Linked DNA regions of Mus musculus: region 2 is linked to region 1. Evidence: chromatin contacts called from public HiChIP or PLAC-seq data. All regions are on one chromosome and are shown on one strand. The core of a region is the stretch at or near the end of the contact, and the rest is flanking DNA. Distances in the headings are between cores, read along the strand shown.

The links. HiChIP or PLAC-seq counts read pairs in DNA pulled down with a chosen protein or histone mark.
Region 2: a contact with region 1 is called in an HNF4G HiChIP or PLAC-seq map of pancreatic cancer cells. The contact joins two enhancer-like sites. A contact is called at or near these places in 1 of 115 datasets of contacts at active chromatin or transcription factors (pancreatic cancer cells) and 1 of 9 other capture datasets (embryonic stem cells).

Annotation. Positions count from the first base shown.
Region 1 is chr11:79,080,281-79,086,528 of GRCm38.p6, reverse strand. The region is part of intron 1 of Ksr1 (kinase suppressor of ras 1); the gene reads left to right. Among named protein-coding and RNA genes, the nearest start is that of Gm11201, 60 kb to the right of the region's middle. Within about 2 kb of position 3,203, at least 29 of the 459 cell types and tissues checked have an H3K27ac peak or open chromatin away from gene starts, as enhancers often do. A contact at or near this core is called in pancreatic cancer cells, where this site is marked.
Region 2 is chr11:79,768,844-79,775,091 of GRCm38.p6, reverse strand. The region is part of intron 2 of 9130204K15Rik (a long non-coding RNA gene); the gene reads left to right. Among named protein-coding and RNA genes, the nearest start is that of 9130204K15Rik, 25 kb to the left of the region's middle. Within about 2 kb of position 3,396, at least 34 of the 459 cell types and tissues checked have an H3K27ac peak or open chromatin away from gene starts, as enhancers often do. A contact at or near this core is called in pancreatic cancer cells, where this site is marked.

The DNA of each region.
Region 1 (6,248 bases), core at 1,954-4,453:
AGGGTGTTCATTAGTTATGTGCAGAGGGTGTTTGCTGTGGCAAGGACCTGACAGAGTGGTGTTGGATTCAGTTTCTTCACCTCTGGGTCCCATTTCCTGGTGATCCTCATACCAAGATGTCCATCATTTGCCTCCTACTAGCAGGTGCCCCAGTTTCTGCCATCCGGCGTTGTGCTGGCTAGTTTTATGTCAATGTGATACAAAATAGAGTCATTTGGGAAGAGGGAACCTCACCTGAGAAACTGTCCCCCACCACATTGGCCTGGGGACAAAGCCTGTGTTGAATTTTTCTTGGCTGATGATTGATGTGGAAGGACCTAGGTCACTGTGTGCAGTGGAAGGACCCAGGTCACTGTGTGCGGTGCCGCACCCAGGCTGGTGGTCCTGGGTGCTATAAGAAAGCAGGCTGAGTAAGCAAGCGATAGTGAGAAAAGCAGTAAGCAGCATCCCTCCATGGCCTCTGCATCAGCTCCTGCCTCCAGGTTCCTGCTTGAGCTCCTCCTGCCCTGACTTGCCCAGATGATGGACCCTTACCTGGAAGTGTAAGCAGAAGTTAACCTTTTCCTTCCCAAGCTGCTTTTGGTTATGATGCTTTATCGGTCCTGTGGTAAAGCAGATGGCCAAGGCAGATACACTGCCTCTGCCTCCTTTCCCGGCATGAGTTGCGTGATCTCTGGCTGCTTGTCCCTGGCTCATTTCTCTCTGGAATGGAGATGCTGCCTGGCATCAGCGTTGTAGGGAGAATCACATGAGTTATCTGGGGGAGACAGGGAAGACAGCCCTGGGAGTATCCAGCTTTGTGGGTGCCTGGAGCCTACTGGTTTCTTGGGGGGCTGGACACCCACAGCATATTTACTTTCAAATGCACCCCCCCCTCTTTTTTTGTCCAGGCAGAGCTCCTCTGGGGTCACAGGTGTATGTGCATATCTGTGTCAGTGTGCTACCCCAACCTAAGCCTGGAGAACAGCCCCTGTTCCTGCCTAGGGCAAGGCCACTTTGGCTTGCTCCCTCAGGCTCCCTATGGCTGGGTAACACTCATGGTTTGTTGGGACTCTCCTGCCCCGACTCTGTTTTACACACACTAGCTTTGCTACTGCACTGTTCCTGAACTCCTGGGAAGAGAGTAAGCCTCAGGAAAGCATCCTTCAGGGTGCGAGTGAGTCAGCTGGGCCGGCCTCCCCTGCACTTACCTACTGTCAAGGAATGCACTGCCCCCCCCCCCCGTACCTCCTCCCCCCTTTGTAGATAAGGAAACTAAGTGTGCTCAGATAGCTGATCAACAGCAGAGTGCAGTGGTCATGTGAACCCATACCTGCAGGACTCTTAGAATCAAGGGCTCCTGGCTGGCCCTCCCAGAACACTCCTAGCCAGAGCTCTGTCTGTAGTCTCGTTGTTCTATGAGCCTTCCACCATCCCCTGTTGCCTGGTTAGTGAGCACAGTTGCAGTGGGTGCTTGGGGCTGAAAGTCGGGCCCGCAGCCTCCTGGCTTCTGCTTGATGGAGTCAGTGGCCTTGCTTTCTTTCCTGACATATAGCTGACAACATTGCACCCTTGCAGTTCCGTTCTTGGGCTTCTGTTTATTTTTCATGTCACCTTCCCCTTCCCTTTAGCTGCCTGATAAAACTGCCCCACCATGTTCTAGATATCCCCCTCCCCACCCACCACTGATTTCCTTTCTCTGCCCCACCCCAACAGCAGAGCATGCTATTCCTAATGGAGAAGATTCCAACTAGTTGAGTGGCCTTCACAGGTTCCCTTCTGAAAGAAGGGGTGATGGCTTTGTCCAGGCACCCACAGCTTACCACATAGTAACTCTGCTTGGGACTCAGTGTTTTAGTCTCTCAGCTCAAAGCCATGCTTTCCTCTGTGTGTGTGTGTGTGTGTGTGTGTGTGTGTGTGTGTCCCTCCACCCCATTCTGTGGGGACAGGAATGCATGGAGACAGAGCTAAGTTCTGACAAGTGGCATGAGGATCAATTGAGTGCCCTGTGTGTGAAGCGTTTTAACTCATCGAGGGTGTAATACATGACCATAAACACTGTCACACAGCAGCTGGTCATGTCATTTTGGTCCCATCGTAGGTCTGTCTCAGAGGCCCTGTTCAGGCCTTGGGGTGTATATACTCAGTCCATGGAGTGGCACTATTAGAAGGCGTGGCCCTGTCAGAGTTGATACAGGCTATAAGACCCTCATCCTTGCTGCTTGGAAGTCAGTCTTCCACTAGCAGCCTTCAGATGAAGATGTAGAACTCTCAGCTTTGCCTTCATCATGCTTGTCTGGATGCTGCCATGCTCCCGCCTTGATGATAATAGACTGAACCTCCGAACCTGTAGGCCAGACCCAATTCAATGTTTTCCTTTATAAGACTTGCCTTGGTCTTGGTGTCTGTTCACAGCAGTAAAACCCTAACTAAGACAAGGTGAACCTCAGATTGTAAATGGGGTGTAGGTAGGAGCTCATGTGCACTTGTGCTCAGAACCAGTTGCTCTCCTTGTCCCACAGGTAACTGCCACATGGGACCACAGATCAGTAAACCAGATCCTACATTTGGACACAAGCCATCAGAAGTCCACCCTGCTTCCCATCACCTGGTTCCCTTGTTAGGCCTTTTCCATGATGCTTAAAGCTGCAGAGGAGGAGGGTGGGGATGTGAACGGGGGTTGGGGGGGGGATCCACAGCATGCTAGCTACTCAAAACTCACACCGACATTTTGGCTGCCTGGAGATCTTTTTCCTCACTTAGGACAGAGGAAGTGAAGGGCCAGACAGTCTGTCAGTTGTCCGAAGCCACAAGTAGCAGCAGATGGAAGTGAGACATGAGCTTGGGGCTGTGCGGCTATGAACTCTGATGGCTTTTACAGTTAAGTTGGGGAAAACTGTCTCCCCTTAGCAAAGAGGGGTGGACAGAACCAGTGTGACAGGCTGGCTGGAGAGGGCAGTCTCTGTTTTCAAGTAGAGTACAGGGAAACACCAAGTTTTGCTTTAAGCAAGCACAGGCCCCCTCTCCCTGGTAGGTAAGGCAGGTGCTGTGTTTAGAAGCGGGGTGATGGGAACCTGGGCTATTGAGTCTGCAGTCTGTGCCCTGCCAGGTTGGTCCTTTGGCAAAAGGCTTCCCCACCGCAGAACACACAAAGTGCCAAGTTCTAGTAAATCAAACAGCCACCCGGGCTCCATGTGGTTAGCTAATTTGTTCTGAGCTTCAGTGCTAAGCTTCCTGCATTCCAGAGCGCTGGTATGCCAGAAATGCCCGGGACGAGCAAGAAGGAAGTCTTATCTTTATAGTAAAAAAAAAAAAAGAATGCCAATAGAACATCTCTTGGATCTGCTTCTTCATTCCACCCACTCTGCCACTAGCTAAATTACCGTTTGTTCCCATCTTGTGCTGAGTTGCGGTGGGGTCCTTCTTCCTTGATTTTCCCGTCTCTGCTTTCTCCACGCCCACTTCAATCTGTTCTCCGAGTGGTTTCCAAAATGACGATGATCATTCAGAAATGCAAATCAGATCACATTCCTCCGTGTACATCCTACCCCATACCTGCATGACGGCAGCTATTTTAATGCTGTGTTCTTCCAAGACCTTGTAGAAGTTTCCAGAACTTTCTAGGACATATAGGATCCAGTCTTGTCCTACACCAGCTCTGCTGCCCTTCTCTTCTTGGTCCTTTCAGATCTCCAGCTATCTCCCCTGACCCTATTTAAAATCTTTTATGACACTCATCTTTGCTCATAGGGTGCCCCCACACATACCTAGCATGGCCCCCCATCTTTCCGTCAGTATGTGCCATGTCCCTTGCTCCATTTTAGGGGTGCCCTCCTCTCTGATTCCTTGTAGGTCCCAGACACCCCTACACCTCACAGTTGGGCCAGAGTATCCACCAACCTCTGTGCATGAGGAGGAAACTGATTTCTTCTAAGTGTTGCAGGTCTGGTGAACTTCAGACAAGTATGTGGGGGAATTTGAACCAGGACACAGGTGTGTCTGAAGACCTGATGTGTGCGTAGTACGTGACCTGTTGTCCCTCCTCTCAGTTTCCCAACAGAAGTACAAAGCACCAGGGACCTCTGTGTTAGTGATATGTTAGTGACCTGTGTCCACGGAAGCTTCTGTGTCATGGACGTTCATGGAACATGACATATCTGTTCTCTGCCTCCTCTCCTGTTTCCCAGCCAGGCACGCCTATGGACACATCCCTGGTCCCCAGTGGATCCTGGGAACCATGCTGCTCATGACAGACACCATACCTGACTCTGGAAGGATGCGATTTAACTATTGAATGAATGAATGAATGAATGAATGAATGACAGCCACACTTCTCTTCTTGCCTCCGTGGGCAGTCACTTCAGGACATGGGAAATGTGAGGATAAAGTGAATGCTTGCTCTCTCCCGATTTAGTCCAGGTTGTCTCTGAGGCTCCCCAGGAGTGCAGGGACCAAGAGCACAAAGGCAAGGGTTTAGGGGTCAGAGTAATGAGGTAGGACAGGAAGCAAACCTTGGAAAAACAGTCCCGGGGCAGATCATCCACAGACTTTCCAAGGCAAAGGCTGCTTTGCAAAGGCCAGAGAAGTCTTGTTGAGGCTCACAGCCTCTGTGGAGAATAAGATTGGGTCAGAAGATGTCACCGAGAAGTCAGATCCTTGGCTATCTGTCATCCTTGCCTGGCTTACACTTGGAGTTTCTCAGCAAGCCCCACTAAGTGCTTTTGCGCAAGCCATTCTCCTTCCTGGCTTCAGTACATAGTCTCAGAGTGGTTAGACCTTGTGATGTTATCTGGGGATAGTGCTGCTCGCACGGAGGAGCAAACTGGCTGGAGCGTTTCAAGGGCAGGGTCACTGCACCCCAGTGGGCGCCTTCACGCGCCAACAGGGCTAGGGAGCATCGTGGGGTAGACCCTTGCATTTACAGCTTAGGACCAGGTCACAGAGTTCAGCCGTGGCAGATGTGGACAGGGGAGTAAGCTTCATGCGCCCAGCTGTGGCCACTCTCCGCCAGCCAGCCCTCCTTGGGAACATCTCCACTGTGGTCTGGGGCAGACTTGTTTGTTTGTGTTTGAAGTTCCCCGACTTGGAGTTTGACGTCAAGGCAGGATTGCTTGTTGAGAGGCTTGCAGGGAGGTTGTCTCTGTAAAAATTCATGGGCTGGCAGCTTCCCCAAGGAGCCACCAGGGAAGGTTATTGCAAAACCCTTAGTGTGGGGTCACTGGTGTTCTCTCTGCTGCCTACCTCTCCATCCCTGGCTGATGGTCTCACTCTGCCCTTCTACTGCTAATGTCAGCCCTTCTGAGACCCTTGCAGGGTTTGATTGAGAGCCAAGGGCCACCTCTAGGGCCAAGTGCTGTGGTCAGCCCGTGCCTGTGTGTGGAGCCAGCATCTGTGTGGCAGTCCCCCGAGCCCTCCTTGCATTCCCAGAAACTGTTTTGCAACATGTTGGCCACAGAAGTCGGACCAGAGTACTTAGCCAGCTGGGCTGGCAGGATGTCCCCAGAAGCATCCAGCTTTGGAGAGATGGAAGCTGGAAGGGAACATTCCCTGGGCAGAGGGGCAGCAAGGAGGGACAGTGGCTTTAGGAACCATTGAGCTGTGCTGGGTGTAGTGGGTCATGACAGCTTTACTGACTTCCAGAGGTTAGAAGGATGCAGAAAGGAATTTGGTTGTAGCAAGAACTGCTATGGACATCCACTTAATAGTGTGTGTGTGTGTGTGTGTGTGTGTGTGTTGCTAACCATGTGGGAGGAAAGACAAAGGGTGCTGGTGAGCTGGGACCTAGTCTATTGGCTAGAAGATATGCTAAGACTTTAGAAGGGTAGCTATGGGTACTGGGCAGGGGAATGGCAGGCTTAACTAAATTTAGAGCTGATTTGGGACCAGGGATCAGGTGTAGCTCAAGGGTTATTGCAAGTCAGACCAGAGATGGTGATCTGTTTGTATGAACAGAGCCACTTAGGAGATACGCGAATGCTGTGGCTTTTATGCACAGGTCCTGGTACAGTCTGGGTATTGCTGGATTTGGGTCACAAGTCTTTCTCAGTGCTATCCCCAGTGTGAGTGGTCAGCCCAGCTGAGCCCAGCTGAAGTATCAAGGAGTCAATATTTTTGGAGATTATGTGGGCCTTGGGGGCAGAGCACCAGACTAGGTCATTGCTGTAACTATGTGATTCAAAAATTACAACAAAGTTCTTGGTGTTGTCATTCGTGAGCTGGGAATAGTAAAATGTAGCTCCGTGTCACGTGGGCTTAGCATGTGCTGAGTG
Region 2 (6,248 bases), core at 2,147-4,646, 690 kb before region 1:
CTCAGTCAGATAAGGCTGCTACAACAAACTACTCTAGGCTATGCAACTTAGACACAACAGAATTCTATTTCACAGCCCTGAAGGTGGGGAAATCCAATATCAAGATGCCTGCAGATTCTAGGTCTGAGGAGGGCTAATTTCCTGGCTCATAGATGGTGGACTCTCACTATGTTCCCAGACAGTAGAAAGCATGAGGGGTCTGCCTATATAGGCTCGGCTTTGAGGCCCTGACTATGTCCTAAAGGCTGTGTGTGTGTGTGTGAGAGAGAGAGAGACAGAGAGACAGAGAGACAGAGACAGAGAGACAGAGAGAGACAGGGTCAGATAAAGATAGAGACACAAACAGACAGGGACAGAGAGACAGACAGACAGGAGAAGAAAGTAGAGAACATAACACAAATATCTAGACCATAGGAAGCAACAGGCTTATGACCTTGACCCCAGTCAGTGCCCCCAGACCTTATACCTGCCTGAGCCAGGGAGTCAGGTGCAAGGCTCCAGGAACTGCAGATACTGTGGATCCAGCCCTGCCCTGACACTGAGGCCACTGAGACTTTGTCATTACCAGCCCCATGATCTTGGGTGGAGCATTGGCCTCTCGAAACTGAGACCAGGGGGTGAGTCGCTCCCTCCTTTCCCTGCCTCTTTCTTTCACTGTATTTTGTGAAGTATTTGCATCATGAGAGTGACTGGCATCCTTGCTCCCATCCCTGTTCTGCCAAGGTCTCCTTGTTTACCTCTCCTATTCCACATCTCCCTGAGAGGAACATGAACACAGAGCTATGCCTGAGGTTCCCTGCGAGCTCTTGCTGGAGTCATCCCTCATCCCCCGCCCCAACTACCCTCTCTCCCTCTCCACAGACCTGGCGTCCTGAATCCATTTTTCTCATTCGGCGCAGGTCCTGTCCTTGAAGCACATTCGTGTGTAGTGTTGGCATGCCTGTAATCTTTGCATAGATAATACTGAGCTATGCATCAGACTGCCCCCACCCCCATTCTATTTTGTTGAGTTTTGAGATTTATTCTGAGTGACATCTATAGCCATGACTATTACTATTCTGGTTCAGGGAGTTTAACCCTAGGATATGAAAGACACACCCTCCACTGTGAGCTACATACAGCCCAGGTCCTGACTCTTTAGTGTTATGAACTACTTGTATTACATTGTGTGAGTCGTGCACAGTTTATTTAACCATGTTCTTGTTAGTGGACAAGAGAACACTTTGATAAGAACCTGCCTCACTGTGCCCCTGTGAGAGAACTTGTTTCAAATATAGCCTTTGAGTAGAACTGCTAGAGTTTGGCCACCTATTGCTGTGTAGCCTTCAGCTTACAACAACATAAATCTACTACAGTTCCCATGGGAGGTTCTGTCTCCTGAGGTGTCGGCTGGACAATAGGACAGCAGAAAGTTCCTTGGCTCTATATGGCTCCCTGGGACTTCCTCGAGGCTTGGCATTGACGAGGAGCACTCCAGATGCAAAGGGAAGATCCGGGTCTCTTGGTCTGGACTGGAAGATTACACAGCTCTGGTCCCATCAATCCTTTCAGTCAAAACAAACGTTTCAGGGGAAGCTCGGTGTAGACCGTTCCTAGAGATCAGCTTCCGGTGTCTTTACCACTTATCATCTTTTTTTTTTTTTTTTTTTTAAGATTTATTTTTACTTATGCCTCTCTCTCTGGAGGGCGGGGGATGTTTGTGGAGGCTGGAAGATGGGAACAGATTGCCTGGGACTAGAGTTCAGGTCCTTTTTGAGTCAAATTGAGATTGTTTCGGTTCAGTGAGAGGCCTTGCCTTGAAGATTTTGATTCCTCTCAATTTGGTTAGACCGGCTGGCCAGAAAGCCTCCAGATCCCGTCTCTGCCTCCCCACACTGCAACAACAGACATGTCACCATGCTGGGAATTTTTGTTTTTCTTTTAACTGAACTGAGCTCAGGTCTTGCCGCTTGCTTAGAAAGTACCTACCTGGCTGTGTACTGAGCAATCTTCCTACCCCACCTGGGCAGGTTTTAAATTCATACTTCTAGTACCTAAAATCCAAATACAAGGTCCCCTCATAGTTGGTGGTGTTGGGTTATGAAAAATTGTGTCCACTTGCTAGGTGTGAGACAGTATCACAGCATTGTATAAAATTTCCAGTTCCCAAGTGAAGTTAAGACTCTGTTGTTGCCATTTGTTGGGCTGTCTCTACTGTTTGCATTTTAAATTCTTTACCCACCATTACTATTTATTCTTAGTTTTAAAGACAATACTATTTTATTTTATTTTATTTTTTTTAGTCTTTTAAAAAATTATCTCTGTCTTTTTTTTTTCCATTTTTTATTAGGTATTTAACTCATTTACATTTCCAATGCTATACCAAAAGTCCCCCATATCCACCCACCCCCACTCCCCTGCCCACCCACTCCCCCTTTTTGGCCCTGGTATTCCCCTGTACTGGGGCATATAAAGTTTGCAAGTCCAATGGGCCTCTCTTTCCAGTGATGGCCGACTAGGCCATCTTTTGATATATATGCAGCTAGAGTCAAGAGCTCCGGGGTACTGGTTAGCTCATAATGTTGTTCCACCTATAGGGTTGCAGATCCCTTTAGCTCCTTGGCTACTTTCTCTAGCTCCTCCATTGGGAGCCCTAGACAATACTATTTTAAATTACATTTCTGTGTGAGTGTACACACAGTGCAGTTGTCCACTGAAGCGGGAGGCTGAAGTTAGAGGCAGTTGCAAGCTTCCACACTCGGATGCTGGAACCTGAAGGAACCTGAACTCAGGTCCTCTACAAGAGCTGCACTCACTCGTAACTGCTGAGCCATCTCTCTGGCCCTCTTTACCCATTTCTAAAACTTGTTCGTTCATATGACTTTGTAGGAAGGATTCTTGATATATTCTAGGTACTTCTTTCACGTGCTACAAATACTTCTCTAAAGAAGGCTGGGTGACAGAAGATATGAGTAGAGTCAGTCAAAGAACTGGGGCATACAGCCAGGAGGTGGTGGAGTACACCTTTAATCCCAGCACATAGGAGGCAGAGCCAGGCAGATCTCTGTGAGTTTGAGGCCAGCCTGGTCTACAGAATAAGTTCCAGAATATCTAAGGCTAGACAGTGAAACTTGTTTAGAAAATAAAAACCAACCAACCAACCAACAAACAAAAGAGCTGGGAAATACAGACAGCCGAAGCAGGGAGTCGGGAAGATAGGCAATGAGTGAGATTCGGCCAAGTATATACCGGAAGCTCCCGGGAGAGCAAGAAGGGGAGAGGGTCAAACTGCAGTCAGGTTTTTAATGCAGACTATGAGCTCAGTGTGCAAGGTGCTTACAGCCCAACAGCCTGTTAGGCGGTACAAAGGGCAAAGGTCTGTGGGAGTGTGTTCTGGCTCACACAGTCCTGCTTGTCGAGTGGAGTGGCTCAGGGTCATGTTGCAATACTGCTAGGTGACCCAAATCAGCCCTGCGGGGCAGAGGGAGGAGGAGGCACTAAGTAAACAGCCACTCCTGCCACTTGAGGTAGCTTGTTTCTGGCTCTCCACATGCCAGTTAGAGCCTCAAGGGGTCTGTAATTGAAGGCACTTGAGCCTGTAATCCTGAGTCTCTGCTCCCAGACTTGGCTGGACTGTGGGCAATGACACTACCTCTGGAGTGCTTCATCAGGAGGCCTGGCATGAGGTGGGGAGGCAGGCTCTGGGCTGCTGGGCAGGGAATGGGCAGATGGTGGAGACAGAAAAAAGAGCAGTACTGGTTATCTCACCTTCTTCTTGCCCGGGACACCGGGGCCAGCATCATGCACACCACCATAAGGCAGAAGGGATGAGAACAAGGCAGATCACTCCGGGACTGGAGGTGACAATCCCACTTTAGGATGTGAATAAAATGTTATATATATATAAATGTCCTCACTATAGCATCATTCAGACAGTCTTAACTTACACATGTATTTATTTGGGGTGTTTGGGTGTGGCACATGCCACAGCTCTCCTGTGATGGTCAGAGGACAAACTAGAAGAGACAGCTCTCTCCTTCCACCATGTGGGTTCCAGGAATCAAATTCAGGCTGTTAGGCTTAGCAACAACCATCTTTACCTATGAGCTATCTTGTAGAGCCACCCTTCAGGTAATTTTAAGAGCTATCTAATGGTGGAGGGCTTATTTAATTATGTGCATTTGTAAAATGGGATGTCTTAGAGATACATGAAACCTGGTGGAGACAGTTTACTGTTCACATACTGCTGTGTTCCTTTCCTATCTTAGTTAGGGTTTCCATTGCTGAGAAGAGACATCATGACCAAGTCAACTCTTATAAGGAACAACATTTAATTAGGGCTGGCTTACAGGTTCAAAGGTTCAGTCCATTATCATCATGGCACAAAGCATGGCTGCACAGATAGACATGGTATTGGAGGAGCAGAGTGTTCTACATCTGGATCCAAAGGCAGTCGGGAGAAGACTGACTTCCAGGCAGATAGGAGAAGGGTCTTGAAGCCCACCCCCACAGTGACACACGCTCTCCAACAAGGCCATACCCGCTGCAACATGCTCACACCTCCTAATAGTGCCACTCCCTGGGCCAAGCATATTCAAATTACCACATTCTAATCCCTGGCCCCCATGAGCTTGTTCAAACGCATGAGTATGCCATAGCATAATGCAAAATTCATTTATTCCAACTTCAAAAGTCCCATAGTATATAACAGTCTCAACAATGTTAGAAGTCCAAAGTTCAACATCTCTTCTGAGACTCATCTAATCACTTAACTGTAATTCCGTATAAAATCAAAATAAAAAAGCAGATCACATACCCTCCAATATTACAGGATATACATTATCATTTCAAAATGTCATAGAGAAGAATACTGAACCAAAGCAAGACCAAAAATCAGCCGGGCAAATTCCAAACTCCTTGTCTCCATGTCTGATGTCAAAGTGCTCTTCAGATCTCCAACTCCTTCCATCCTTGTTGACTGCTGTTGGCAGATCTGGCATTCAACGACAACAAACTTTGTTCTCTTGGGCTGGCTCCACTCCCTGTTATCAGCTTTTCCCAACAGGAATCCCACAGCTCTGGCATCTCTAACATCTTGGGGTATCCAAGACAACTTCAACTTCACAGCTCCTTGTTACGATGTCTGGGATCAACACATGATCTTCTGGGCAAATCCAAAGGGCTTGGGTCACTTCTCCAACTCTGCCCTCTGTAGTATTTCAAGGCCAAAGTAGACCTTGGAGCACTACAGAGGGCAGCTCCACTCTACTGCTGCTGCTATTCTTGGTGATCATCCCATGGTACTGGCATCTCTAGTTCACTGGGGTCTTCTGCTGCAACTAGGCTTTATCAATAGCCTCTCATAGGCTTTTTTCATGGTGTCAAGCCCTTCAATCCTGGGCCATCAACTGCAACTGAAGCTGCACCTTCACCAATGGTCTTCCCTGGACTCTCACTGTTCCAAGCCTCAGCTGCTCTCCATGACCCCTTCATACTGTCAAAACCAGTTCCACTTGGATGATTTTACATGTCAAATCCTGCTTGGTGTAAGGGATGGAATGAAATGGTCTCTGCCCCTGGAACAGAGCCAGCAAGGCATGGGCCTCCACCAATGTTGATGGTCATTGCTATTGGCATAAGACTTGTGGTATGATAATACATATTTTCATGTTCCTCCTTCTAGGAATGTCCTCTCTGACAAGGCAAATGACTCCATGATAATCAGAGACAGCACAAGTCCAGGAGTCGAGGGTATGGCTAATGTCTCAACAAAATGGTAAATGCTGAGACCTTCAGGACAGCCCTCAAGGCTGTGGGAAAGAACTCTAAAAACATGAGTTCAAAAATATATAACTTTTCAACTATGCAAAATATAAGGATGGAATATGAATTGTATAAGGAGATTCACAGATCTAAAAGAGTGCAGAGGCAGCTGCTTTGTCAACCAGCTTGTCAGAAAGATACAAAGGCAAACATACAAAGGCAGACAGATTCCTGAGCTCAAGGTCAGCCTGGGACAGAGCTAATTTAGGTCCAGGTTTGTTTGGAATGGTAACCTCAGGACAGGATCCCATCCAGCTAAGTTTACAAAGGCAGGCAGATCTCTGAATTCTTTTTGCAATGTTAAAAAATATATATATACTTGCTGTCCTTTTCCTAAGTGTCAAGGTTAACTCCTTGGAATACTTTCTAAAAGGATTTCTGATCTTGATTGGAAATCCCAAGACTTATTTAGCTAACACAGCTCTTTTAGTTTTCTAGGAGCTATC